Linked DNA regions of Mus musculus: region 2 is linked to region 1. A link is a contact called in public HiChIP or PLAC-seq data. All regions are on one chromosome and are shown on one strand. The core of a region is the stretch at or near the end of the contact, and the rest is flanking DNA. Distances in the headings are between cores, read along the strand shown. Region 1 has its middle 64 kb from the start of Gm19585. Region 2 has its middle 150 kb from the start of Gm27217.

Region 1 (6,086 bases), core at 1,504-4,003:
CCTCCACAGTACCTACTATTTCAAAGAAAGTGACCTGTATTATTATTTAACATGTGGATTTATGCTGCATGAAGTAAAGAGAGGCTTTGGATTGGGAAAGCTTCCTTTATGGTAGGAAAGCAAATTCATCCCAATTTTCTTCCTAGGATTGATTTACTTAAGGAAGTGTCCAGTACAACAAAAGCTTTCCTCTCTCCCCCAAATCCAGGCTCTAAGACTGGGTCTGGTAGTACAGGCTTGTAATCCTAACTACAGAAAGCCTAGGCAGGAGGATCACAAACCTCGTGCCAATCTCAGCTACAGTCTGAATTCAGAGCCATCTGGGCAACTTATTCTTTCTCAAAATAAAATGTGCAAAGGAATCTGGGAGATTTTGGAGAACTGGAACAAAATACTGTCTCTGGACATGGCGGGACGACTGCTCTCATAGGCTCACAGGAGCTGTGGTTGCCTGCACGAGACCCGCACAGATCAAGTCACTCAACACGCTAGCAGTAAAGCATGGAGTGGCTCCTAAGCCCCCATCCCTAACAGAGGCACTATTGATAGTTGATGGCTTTTGGCAGAAGGAGAGTGTGTTTTCTTTAGGTGTGGCCACTGATAGGTCAAGCATGTCCCAGTGAGTGATCCTATTCCGGTATGCATGTGGGCAGTACATATTGGACTTCCTGGGTTGAAGCAAATAAATAAGAGAGGACAGGAAGTTGGGAGGGAGTGGAGAAGTGGAGATGGATCTGGAGGGACATAGGTGGAGGAGTTTAGAATAAATACGACCAAAAACTACACAGTCTAATAGTCTCAAGAAATTATTAAACTACTATTTGGTTAAAGAGGGAGGAGGTAGTCCACAAGGGTACTTTCACCCAAAGACTCAAGCACAGATGGGTCTTGGTAAAGGGTTTGGTCAGTTTCCTTTGCTTGATTCATGCTGCAGAGCACCAACACCCTGGACCACACATGCATTTTGAAGAAATGGCAGTTTGCTGAACTGTCCACACACTCAGCAACTACCTGGGCTAGAGCTTTCATTTTATTTATTTATTTATTTTAACTATTTAAATGTTTGAATTATCATTGATATTTGAAATCCAAAGTTAATCAGTGACTATTTGTTGATCCCTTCCTAGATACTAATCCATCAATCCATCAGATAGCAGAACTGTTGCTAAGTTGAGGATCTCAGTTTGATCACCAGACCAATTAAGAAGTGCCTTTTGATGAATAGCAGAAAGGCCTTCCTTGTTATGTCCTGCTGGTTTGCCTGACCCAGGAGAGCCAGAACAAGAGCTCTGTAGAACTGATCACTTGCCTACTAACATCAGCTGATTCACAAAGACCAACCCAAGCTTGGAAATATGCTATAGTTGGACATGGTGTTACACCCATGCATCTCAGCACCCAGGAGGCTGAGTTTGTGAGTTTGAGTCCAGCCTGAGTAATATAGCATGACAATGTGATGAGAGAGAGAGAGAGAGAGAGAGAGAGAGAGAGAGAGAGACAGAGACAGAGACAGAGACACAGAGAGAGACACAGAAAGAGACAGAGAGACAGAGAGACAGAGAGACAGAGAGAGAGACAGAGAGAGAGAGAGACACAGAGAGAGACACAGAGAGAGATTGAAGGCAAGGAGTGGTCAGCTTAAGCCAAATTATGGGAGAGTAAACCACTTAATGCAAAGTTCCTCTGGGTAAGGAATTTAACAGAAGGCTCCTCTAGTGCCCACTATCCACTCACCACCCCCTCCCCTGCCAGGATCATGTCCTTACTTCCTCACACTGCAAAAAGAAAAGGAGGCACATGAAATGTCAGGGCTGAGAGCACTTTGAGAAACCCTATTCTAAAACTTACATATCCTCTTCATCATAAGACAGCCATGTCTCTGGCTTATCTAAACCAAGCATAATTCCAGCATTTTTATAAACATTTTTCTACAATAAATATTATCTACTCTTCCAGAACCTACGTACTCTAAGACATGTGGCCATGCATAGTGTTGACCATAATAGAAAACCTTTTTGGTGTTATCAAGCTGAGCTCAACTTCTGACAGGGAAATCAAAATACCATTACTTCTGGCATTTATACATTTATATAAGTGGATTGAAAAATAGTTAGAATTCATTTAGCTATGACTACCCTTTTGTGTCAGAGGTGACTATCCACTCAACAATGCCAGGCTTGCCTTGCACAGTGCCACTGTGGCTGAGAAGTGTCTCTACAGAGAAATACCCCAAAGCCGTACAGTTGGGTGCCTGATCATGGGAATGATATACCCAATAGAATGTAAAGTAAACAAAATTGTCTTGAGCCACTTCTAAGCCAAGTGTCTTTATTCCTGACAGGTCCTGGAGACAATCTTTAGGGAGAGGTGGCAGTATTGCACAGAAGCACCTTCAGTCTGGAACACACGAGTTGGACTGTCATGAGGGAGAAAAGCAATTCTGTCATTTGTGGGCACTCTGCACAGCAACCTAGGTGTCGGCGAGCTTTCCCTGTCTCTCAAAATAATACAGCTTTGAAGAAAATATGATGGAACAGCATTCCAGAAAAGAACAGGCTGATCTTTAGAAAGTCTTGAAGAAGACTGGTAGCAGATCTCTCTGAGAAGATGTGCTGGTTGACAGTTGTGCTAAGTCTGCTGTGTTAAGACCTCAGAAAGGGCTTTTCAAAAGGCGAGGGCATCAAGCTCACACTTCCTGAAGCAGGAAGAAATTCAGCACACCTGTGGACAACAACTACTTGATAAAAGTGTGCAAAACAAACAAGGTGGAACACTCTGAGCTGAGAACAGAGAAAGGTCACAGAGACTCTGTGGTGAGGAGCTGGGGTGCTACTACAGCTAAGACAGGGAGCCACTGGTATCTTAAGATGGGTAAAGATGAAGAATGGAGATCCCTAGTTTAGACAGAACACTGTTGTGTGGGAAACGGCTTACCCTATGGCAGAGCTGAAATGGAGTTTACTCTGAGAACAAAATCTTTTCATGCCTCTGTTTTCCTTAGCCCAGTTCTGAGCCCGCTGTTCTGGCTCATGCTTTCCTAGCCTTGGGTAATATTTTCTGTTCCTCCTTTCTTCCCCTCCCAGAACTTACATCTATTTTAGTTTGACTAGAATGCATTTCCTCCAATGGCTTTTTAAAATTTATTTTATTTCCCCACTCTCTATCTCTCCCTCCTCCCTTTTTTCTACCCTTCTTCATCCATTTAATCCCCCCCCACCCACAGTATCTCTTACTTCCAGGCCTTCACACACAGTATTTTCCTCTGTCTTGGTCTTGTATAGTCCCATTTGTTACTCCAGTTTCAGCTTAGCTAGCAATTCATGTTAAAAGCTTTCGTCTCTTTCATAAGAACGAGTAGGACATTCTATTCAATGTATCCAGAGGCTGTAGAGCACTGAGGCTTATTGTGTTATGATTTTCTATCTATTAGAATGTAAACTGCACATCAGCAATTCATTCCTATAGAGTCCACCACATATACAGACATTTAATAAATAGTAATTGGATGAATACAGACCAATACTGAGTCAAAAGGACTTTCTTAAGGTTACAAAAGGACCCATCACCTGGAGGGCAAGAAGAAATGCATTTGAAATGGGATAAGAATGAATGGAGGAGGTTGCTAAAATGGTCTCATGTCATGTGCTCCAACCTCACTGGTTGCTGGTAGACAAGCATATCTAACTTATTTCAGCGGAATGTTGGACTCACCATTGCTTCAAAGAGGAACCCGCTTCATAAACTGGAGAGAAGTACATAAGTATTAAGTGATCTTTTAATCATCCAGCAACATAATATTGCTATTATTATAGACACTTGTGATGGACTCATTTTTCTGTCTGATAGGGGAAAACAGCTTGGGAATTTTCTTAAATATGCAGACATTCTTGTCTGGCAAATGTTTGGTGATAAAGGTCACTGTGAACTTATCGAGAAGCTCTGCGGGACAGAAGCAGCGTTTATTTATGTGTATTTATGTGCTTATTTACTGATGGCTTTGCTGAGGAAAGCTATATTGTCAAGTGCTCTAATTAAGAAATAATAATGTAATTGATTTTTTATGGATTATCTTCAATTGAGTCCCTTCACAACAGCAAACTCTCATTGACTACCCGGGATAATTGATGGCTTCTCGGCACAATGCCCTTGGCTGATTGCAGAGCCGTTGACACAATGCACAACAACAATCATGAGTGAGCTTGGTACTCACAGTGGTGACCCCTAGAAAGGCAGGAAGCTGAAGTGGGAAGGATGCTATCATTTCAATGAGTGACACAGGTCGAGGGTTGTTTTTTTTTGTTGTTGGTTTTTTTTTTGTTTGTTTGTTTTTGTATTTTTTTTTTTAATGAGAGGGTTGAGCTAAACCAGGAGTTTAGGAAATAGTGAGAAAAATGCAACAAAACCACTTAATCACATGTGCAACTTATGTGTCATGAGACATATATTTAAAACAGGCCCAAGTGGTAACTATAGTTGAAGTGAGTATGGGAAATACAAACTTGGATTCAGATCTCTACCACTGACCTCAGAATAGCTCAAGGATTCCCTTCATAGTGTGCTCTAAGGTACATCTTCAGGTTCCAGCATGTAGAGTTAAGTAGTATGTTGGCAAGGACCACCAATCTCAACTTGGAGTAATGTGCTTCAAAACATATCCTACTATGGTCAATTCTGAGTATCAAACTTTGGTGAAATTTGAGGCATCTTCTGTTTATTAATTTGCTTATTGCAGTGTATGTGTGTGTGTGTGTTCTGTTATCTGTGTGTATGTGCCTATTTAAACATATGTATGGTTTGACTCACAATCTCACAGAACTCTTGAGTTTTCTTGTTTTAGCAGGTGTTATGGAGTTTTCATTGGCCTGATTTACCCAGGAGGGCTGTTGATAACACTGGTTACTGGCTGGCCACTCACATTGACTCATGTGGCAATTAGGAAGATTATCCAAGATCACACCATGTCTTCATGATGCCTGCACTCATACTTTTTAACCTCATGGTTGATTTATCCTCATCTCCAAAATAAAAAGACCCAGCTATACTACTTATGGATGGAGATCATACACACAGTCAGTGAATAAACAACTTAAGCCAAACAACTCTTCAAGGCTGAAGGGATGAAATAAGACAATCAAGCTGTGTTTCTACCATAGAGTTTACACATAGTCTTTGTCTCTAACAGTAGATACTAAGGATGATTTTTGACTCTACTACAATCACACATCTGGAAAAGTCTGGGGATATATTTTCTTTGCTGTTTAAGAAGTAGGAGGTGTTTGGCTACTAGAACACAGTGGATAGATGAACCTTAACCTACAATCCACAGGGAAGCCTCCAATGGAGGAACTATAGAAAGCACCCAAGGAACTAAAGGGAATTGCAACCCTATAGGTGGAACAACAATATGAACTAAGCAGTACCCCGGAGCTCTTGTCTCTAGCTGCATATGTATGAAAAGATGGCCTAGTCGGCCATCACTGCAAAGAGAGGCCCATTGGACTTGCAAACTTTATATGCCCCAGTACAGGGGAACTCCAGGGCCAAAAAGGGGGAGTGGGTGGGTAGGGGAGTGGGGGTGGGTGGGTATGGGGGACTTTTGGTATAGCATTGGAAATGTAAATGAGCTAAATACCTAATAAAAAGTGGAAAAAACAAACAAACAAACAAACAAAAAAACAAAGAAGTATGTGCCCTGAGATGCCAACAGAGCCAAGAATGACAGATGTTGAAAGAGAGGTGCTTGAAAGAGGTAGCATGAAAATAGACATTTGTCTTTGTTGGTCACCTGTTATCGTGAGTAAAACCTCTGACAAAACATCAGAGGAGAAACAACTCCTCTGTTAATATCCATCATGAGAGGAAATCAAGGCAGTGTGAACTTGAAGTGGCTGGTCACATCCCTAGGCTAGAGTGGAGCGAAAATGAATGCACACATGCTTATGTTCATCTTGCTTTCTTCACTATTACACAGTCCTAGATCTCAGCAGGTGAATGGCATCACTCACAGAGGGATGCTCTTTCCACCTTAATTATGTAATCAAGCTCTGCTCCCGTCCTGACATGTCGAATGGCCAACCTAATCTATA
Region 2 (6,086 bases), core at 1,465-3,964, 240 kb after region 1:
GTATGGAGCATGGTAAGGGTGGGGGGAAGGCATTTTTTTTCCTTCATACACACGACTTAACAGCAGAAAAGTAGCAGGGTTAGCTCTTCCAAGTGTTGCAGGTGGTAAGAGATGGGGCCAGCTTTCCCACTCTTATGACCTGGGGACAAGTTCTTTTACTTGACATAGGTGGAGAGGGGCAAGGGAGAGGTTTTGCTTTGTTTTGAGCTTTTTATTTTAACTCTGTACCAGTAATGTAAACTGGAAATGGTTGGGTGATTTTTGCATAAGGGACCAATGAGATCAACATAAAGAAGATTGACACTTCTTTCTCTTTAGAGTCTCAAGTTATTAAGCTAACTCAGATACATTAAAATAGCTCTCAAGTGAGTTACAGCAGCAGGAGATACCTATGGCCAATTTTATTGTAAAAACAGAAGTATATAATTGACTATTGACCTAGACTGGTATTTATACAGCGAGTGGGGATAAGCAGTCACTTAATTACCCTGTGAATATGCTTGAGGAAGGTTAGCTATGAGAGGTGTGCCATCTTCACAGCACACCATAAGTGAGATAGGCCATGAAAGATACAAGCATCTCTGAGAATAGTAATCTCTGATTACTGGTTCTGCTTTTTACCTGCCCTATAGAATGTGTAGAAGCATGTCAGAATTGGTGTGCAATTTCCATGAGCCAACAAACAGTATACATAAGACTAGTGCTACAAACAGCAGAAGACTTAGACAAGTAGGTGATTTTCTCAGGGGCCTCGAGGCCAAGGCTATGTCGTCAACTGGCACAGCTATGGCAAAAGTCATGCCAGAGTTTCTGGATCTCTGATCCTACTTTTAGCGGGTGAGAAACTGGAATTCAGATAAAGCAGTACACTTGAGCACTAAAATAAATAGCTAAGGTGGGACTGAGCCAGGAAGATAAGATTCTCATACTCCATGATAGTCAAGGTGGAAGCTGAACTTGCACAATGAAGCTTCTGATTGATTATGTGAAAATAGGAAGCATGGAGTACGGGCATCTCAGGGACTCAGGTGCCCTGGATTCCTCCAGGTCTTATCAAAAAGCAAACAAAAATGTTTGCTCAGTTCTAATCTTTCTGGTAGAAGGTGATGATGCATACTCAAGAGCTGTGGAGTTTGCATTTCATTTCCTGATTTTGGTTCCTGTGCCTTTGTGTTATAATGGTTTAACTAAATCAAAATATGTCTACCAGAATTCATGTCCATGCATGGCTCCATGATATTGTCAACCAAAATAAAGTTTTATATTGGCATAGAGGGCAGAGTGAAACGATCATAGTTGCTCTTTCAGGACAGCTGTTGGGCCTTGGCGATGAAGACCTCCTGTTTTGGGTGTGCTAGTGTGTTGGTCAGTGTAGGGAAGCATCCAGGTGGCACTCATCCTACTCCAGCCACGCCTCCTTCTTCAGCTTTCTGTGAGCCAGGATCCCATCTAACTTTGTAATAAGAAGCTTTTCCTGTGGCCCAAAACTGAACAAGGTGAGCTTCAAAAACACCCAGTGTTGTATTAAATATTTTTAAAAATCCCAGTGGAGGGAAGGTTCCTGCTACCTACCCCAATGGTTTGTCTTCCCAAATGAAAGAAACACACACAGCCTTTATATTTTGATATGCCTTAATCAGCTCAATAGCTGGGCCACTGCCTAACCTCTCTGTGGTTAATCCACCCAAGCTATTACCTACTAAACTCTATATTCTATCTTGGCTGCCCTGGACCCAGAAGGCTGCCTAACTGGACCATGCTCTCTAGGTTCTATCGCATACTGGCTATATCTCTGTCCTCCACTATTCTCAGGCATAGTGTCTCCCCTCTCCTCCACTCTCCCTGCATGGCAGATCTCCTCTTCTTCTCCCCTCATTCCTGTCCCAAGCCTGGGAATACTCTAATCCTGCCTCTGTCTGCCCTGCCTAGCCATTGGCAGTGAGCAGCTTTATTACCAATCAGAATCAACTGGGATCAGGGTACCTCAGTGTCTTATATTGGAACTGTCATATGTAAGCAATTTGGGGGACCCAAATTAACATTAGAATAGAAGCATCATTAGGCCAAACTCAGTACAACCCAGGGGCTCCAATATACTCTTACCTGCTCCTATTCATACCAGATTTCTTTTTTTTTTTCCTTAAAGACAAATCTTGCTGAAGCCATGATCTGAACTACATAAAAAATCAATAGACCTACATGAACTCTTCATCAGCTTCCCAGCTTTATACAGAACCCCCACTGGTAAGCTTCTGCTCCATGTGTTCGGTGTTGAAAGTACTTCTCTGATCAACCCATACCCTGACATCAGGACTATACCAGAGATCTATTTTATGACTTAGGGACAGAGACTGACATACTCCTGAGCATGGGTAAAAATGGAGTATTCAGGGTGGGTTCCCAGGGTTCTACAGCATCACAGAAAACACAGCACACAGACTGACACCAAATCCTATGGGAACCTGAGAGGTGAGCACCCATGCAGGAATCAGGCCAGGGATAAATACCTGGCCATGCCTTGTGAAGGGAAAGTCCCACTTCCGCAGGTTCAGAGAGAGAGGCTCTAGGAGAAGAGCCTGGGATCTACTGTGGCTAGATCTTACCTAAAGAGTCTCGATTTTAAATGTATGTAACCACAGATAACACATGTCTAGGGTTAGTAATTTCTTTCTGCAGGCCAGACTGGCTCACAGTAAGCATATACTACAGAGGTAAAAGTATCTGGGTTGAGGTTTCTGCACCACCACTCAGATATGTTACTTATCCTTTGACAAATGACTGGGGTTAGGGAGGTGGATCTTCATGTCCTTTGTCTCTAAGCTGTCAGTGAGAACACTTATCTCCTCTGATGTCTATTAAGACCAAAAGAGTACCTAAGATACCAGAAAAGGCTATGAGAAAGAAAAACTAGTTGTTCACTAATCTATGACAGAGTGCCTCCTAATCACTTACAAGCTGACGTCCTGTCATTACTGAGGGCTCGCTTTCAGAATTACTTTGTGTGTGTGTGTGTGTGTGTGTGTGTGTGTGTGTGTGTATCATTGCTTGCTCTGAGAAATGGTGAAAGGAAACAGGTGAAATAATTTGCTTTTAGTTTCTTCAGTGTTTCTCATATTGTGTCTTAAAAATATGACGAGTTGGGGCCAGGCAGATAATTCGGTGGATACAAGATTTGCTGCACAATATGAGGATAAAAGTTCAGACCCCAAGAATGAATGTAAGTTTCATGTGAGTATAAAGGCCTGCCTGTAATCCCAGGTCTTTATACTCACATACTCAAAGAGCATGCCCATGCAAGATGGCTAGCCAAACCAGCCCTGCATGTGAGCTCTCCTTTCATTTGAGAGGCCCTTGAAGGGACTCTGGCCAGCTTGAGTGTGGCGAGCATGCCTCTGGCAGGCCTTACTTACCCTTTTGCCCAATTCTCTCTGCCTTGCTAAAAATTGTTAGATTACATATGTGAAGCTAGCCCCCAAGGTCTATCCCATTAGTTGTACCAATCCCTCCTTCTCTGGCTGATTACCAAGGTCCAGCTATCAAAGTACTGAAGACTGGCAATCAGCCCTCTTTGGTTCACCTAATTAACATACACAATTAAAATTAAACACCTTGTCCTAACACGAGGTCTCCCCTTTATAAGCTGCCACTTTCCTATGTGCCACCTCTGTCTCCTCTCTCTCAAGAGGCAATCCTTTGTCCTTCTCCCTTGCCCCTTTCCTCCCCTCTCCTTTGTCCCCTTTTCCACTCCCTCTTTCTCTCTTCCTGTCCTTGCTCCTTATCCCTGCCTTCTGTCCCTCTGGAACAATACATTTTCCTTATACTGAGAACTTGGTCTTTGGGGTCCAAGCTAACACTTTTCCTTTCATCCCTGTCTCAATAAATAATGTAAAGGAAGACTTCACTGTCAGACCTCCACATATATATGGAGGCATATGGGTCCATACCCATTCAAAGGTGCATATACTCACCCATAGACACATGTACCAAAACAAACACATGAGTGCAGGAGGGGGGATATAGCTCAGTGGTTAGGAGGTGGAGTTCAGTTCTCAGTGCACATGTCTTATGGTGAACAACTGCCTGTAACTCCAGCTCTAGGAAATTCAACTTCTTTCTGGTCTTTATGTGTACCTGGACACACACACACACACACACACACACACACACACACACACAAATAAATCTTTAAAATAATGTCTGAGGTGGGAGCTGGAGATATGGCTCAAAGGTTAAGAACTGACTATTCTTACAGAGGACCCAGATTCAATTGGTTGCTTGTACCTGTACAGTAGATCACAGCTGCATGTAATTCCTGTCCCAAGGATTCTGATGTGTCTTCTGACCTCCACATGGAACAGGCACACACATAGTAAGCAAACATACAAGCAGACAAAACATTTATACAATAAAAATAAATAAAGATATAATATAAAAAAACAAACAAACAAACCTCAGTTGCTTTTCAGCTGTTTCCAACACACAGTTCAGGGTGTGAGATGTTTCATTTCTTTGATGAGTGACCCCCATCTCTTCTAAGTTTCAGGCTTGCAAAAAGAATTCTCATGCTGGTACTTTCATATTATAAGGTACTGAGCATATCAGAAGATGCCACTGGAGAAATTTCAAACAGAAAGACTGGTATTTGTTCCCCACTTAGCCATAATGCTAAGGACCATTGTCATTCAAAAGGCTCCTGTTGTTCAGTCACTCATCTTGCTGAGAGTGATTCTCAAAATTTCATGAATAGTAAGATAGTTTCTGGTTCCCTAGATGTTAAAATATGAACAAAGGAATTCATATTAAATAGCATTGAATAGAGCCTTTGCAAAACAAAAAACAACAACAACAAAACAAACAACCCCCAAAAAAAGAAACAACGAAAAAAAAAAACATTGCAAATTGAAATAACAATAACCACAACAACAAAAAGTCTAAGAGAACAATCCAAGTTATATAAAGAAAACCACCTAGTATTTTTACAAGTCTCAGATGTGTTATCTGTGTCCTTTCTAGGGCCTTCCTTAAGATATTTACTGTTATGTCTAGAGAATGGGAAAATCTGGTTTCCAATGATGGTATATGGCACTCATGGGTGAATAGGTAAGTTTGAAAAGTCACATGCACGACAATCCTGCTCATTTGAGTTTGAGGGCTTGAAGACCAAACCAGAGAAAACAGGGACAGAAGGATTCAAGGCCTTAATCCCTCTGGGAAGGCATATTGAGGTGAGAAAAATCATGGGAGAAATTAAATACAATGCATAACACATTCATTTAAGTCAAAACATATAACCTGATGTGGAGAGAGGGAAAAAGAGAGGAGAGAGAGAGAGAGAGAGAGAGAGAGAGAGAGAGAGAGAGAGAGAGAGAGTCAGGGAAGAGGGGAAAGGCAGAGACAAGGTTCTAGAAATTCCCCATGGTGCTGAGATCTCACAGACCCATTCGCCCACCAAGCCTACATTCCAATGTTTCCTCTGTGAGAAGAGAAGAGAACTGCTCTGATCTGGGCTATCTTGTCCTCCTTGCTTAGCCTCTTTACCTGCAAGTGTCAGGTGTTAGAAAAGGAAGCCAGCACCAGAGAGAAACAGAGCAAGGAAGGGCTCTCCTGCCCCACATCCCACCGCTATAAAGGATTCCAAGAGCTGAACCGGGCATTGTATATTTCATTTACAACGACTGTACAACAGCTGTATAATCGATGTTGTTGAAGATGTGAGTGTTGCTCAGAGTGAAGCATAAATGTCCACAGCGAGCTGCAAATGTGAATAAGAATGGCCTGCCTGCATAGTAATTGGTATTATTACTGGAATGAATGAGAAAGCCACATATGGACGGATGGGTGGGGCTACGAAGGGGTGAAACAGGAGAGACTAATGGTTGCTTTATTTTCTCTTACCCATGTCCCTTCTTTCAGATAACCAGTCATTGCAGGTGGAGGAAAAGGAATGAAAAGTAGAAAACACAGCAGGCAGAAGGTAAAGCAGTTTATCTATAACATGCCCTTTCCACTCCTATTAATTGTAGCAAATTATAACATGCATCCCCTCCTGCGGAGGAATCTATTACAAAGGGGTAGAAAGACAGACT

The links. HiChIP or PLAC-seq counts read pairs in DNA pulled down with a chosen protein or histone mark.
Region 2: an H3K27ac HiChIP or PLAC-seq map of double positive thymocytes shows a contact between it and region 1, with 3 times the contacts expected there. The contact joins two enhancer-like sites. A contact is called at or near these places in 1 of 39 promoter capture datasets (HPC-7-derived erythroid cells), 3 of 484 Hi-C or Micro-C datasets (cortical neurons, double positive thymocytes and nephron progenitors) and 4 of 115 datasets of contacts at active chromatin or transcription factors (T-cell acute lymphoblastic leukemia, double positive thymocytes, large pre-B cells and 1 more).

What each region holds. Positions count from the first base shown.
Region 1 is chr17:52,210,393-52,216,478 of GRCm38.p6, forward strand. No RefSeq gene overlaps it. Among named protein-coding and RNA genes, the nearest start is that of Gm19585, 64 kb to the left of the region's middle. Within about 2 kb of position 2,754, at least 12 of the 459 cell types and tissues checked have an H3K27ac peak or open chromatin away from gene starts, as enhancers often do. A contact at or near this core is called in double positive thymocytes, where this site is marked.
Region 2 is chr17:52,453,132-52,459,217 of GRCm38.p6, forward strand. No RefSeq gene overlaps it. Among named protein-coding and RNA genes, the nearest start is that of Gm27217, 150 kb to the right of the region's middle. Within about 2 kb of position 2,715, at least 13 of the 459 cell types and tissues checked have an H3K27ac peak or open chromatin away from gene starts, as enhancers often do. A contact at or near this core is called in double positive thymocytes, where this site is marked.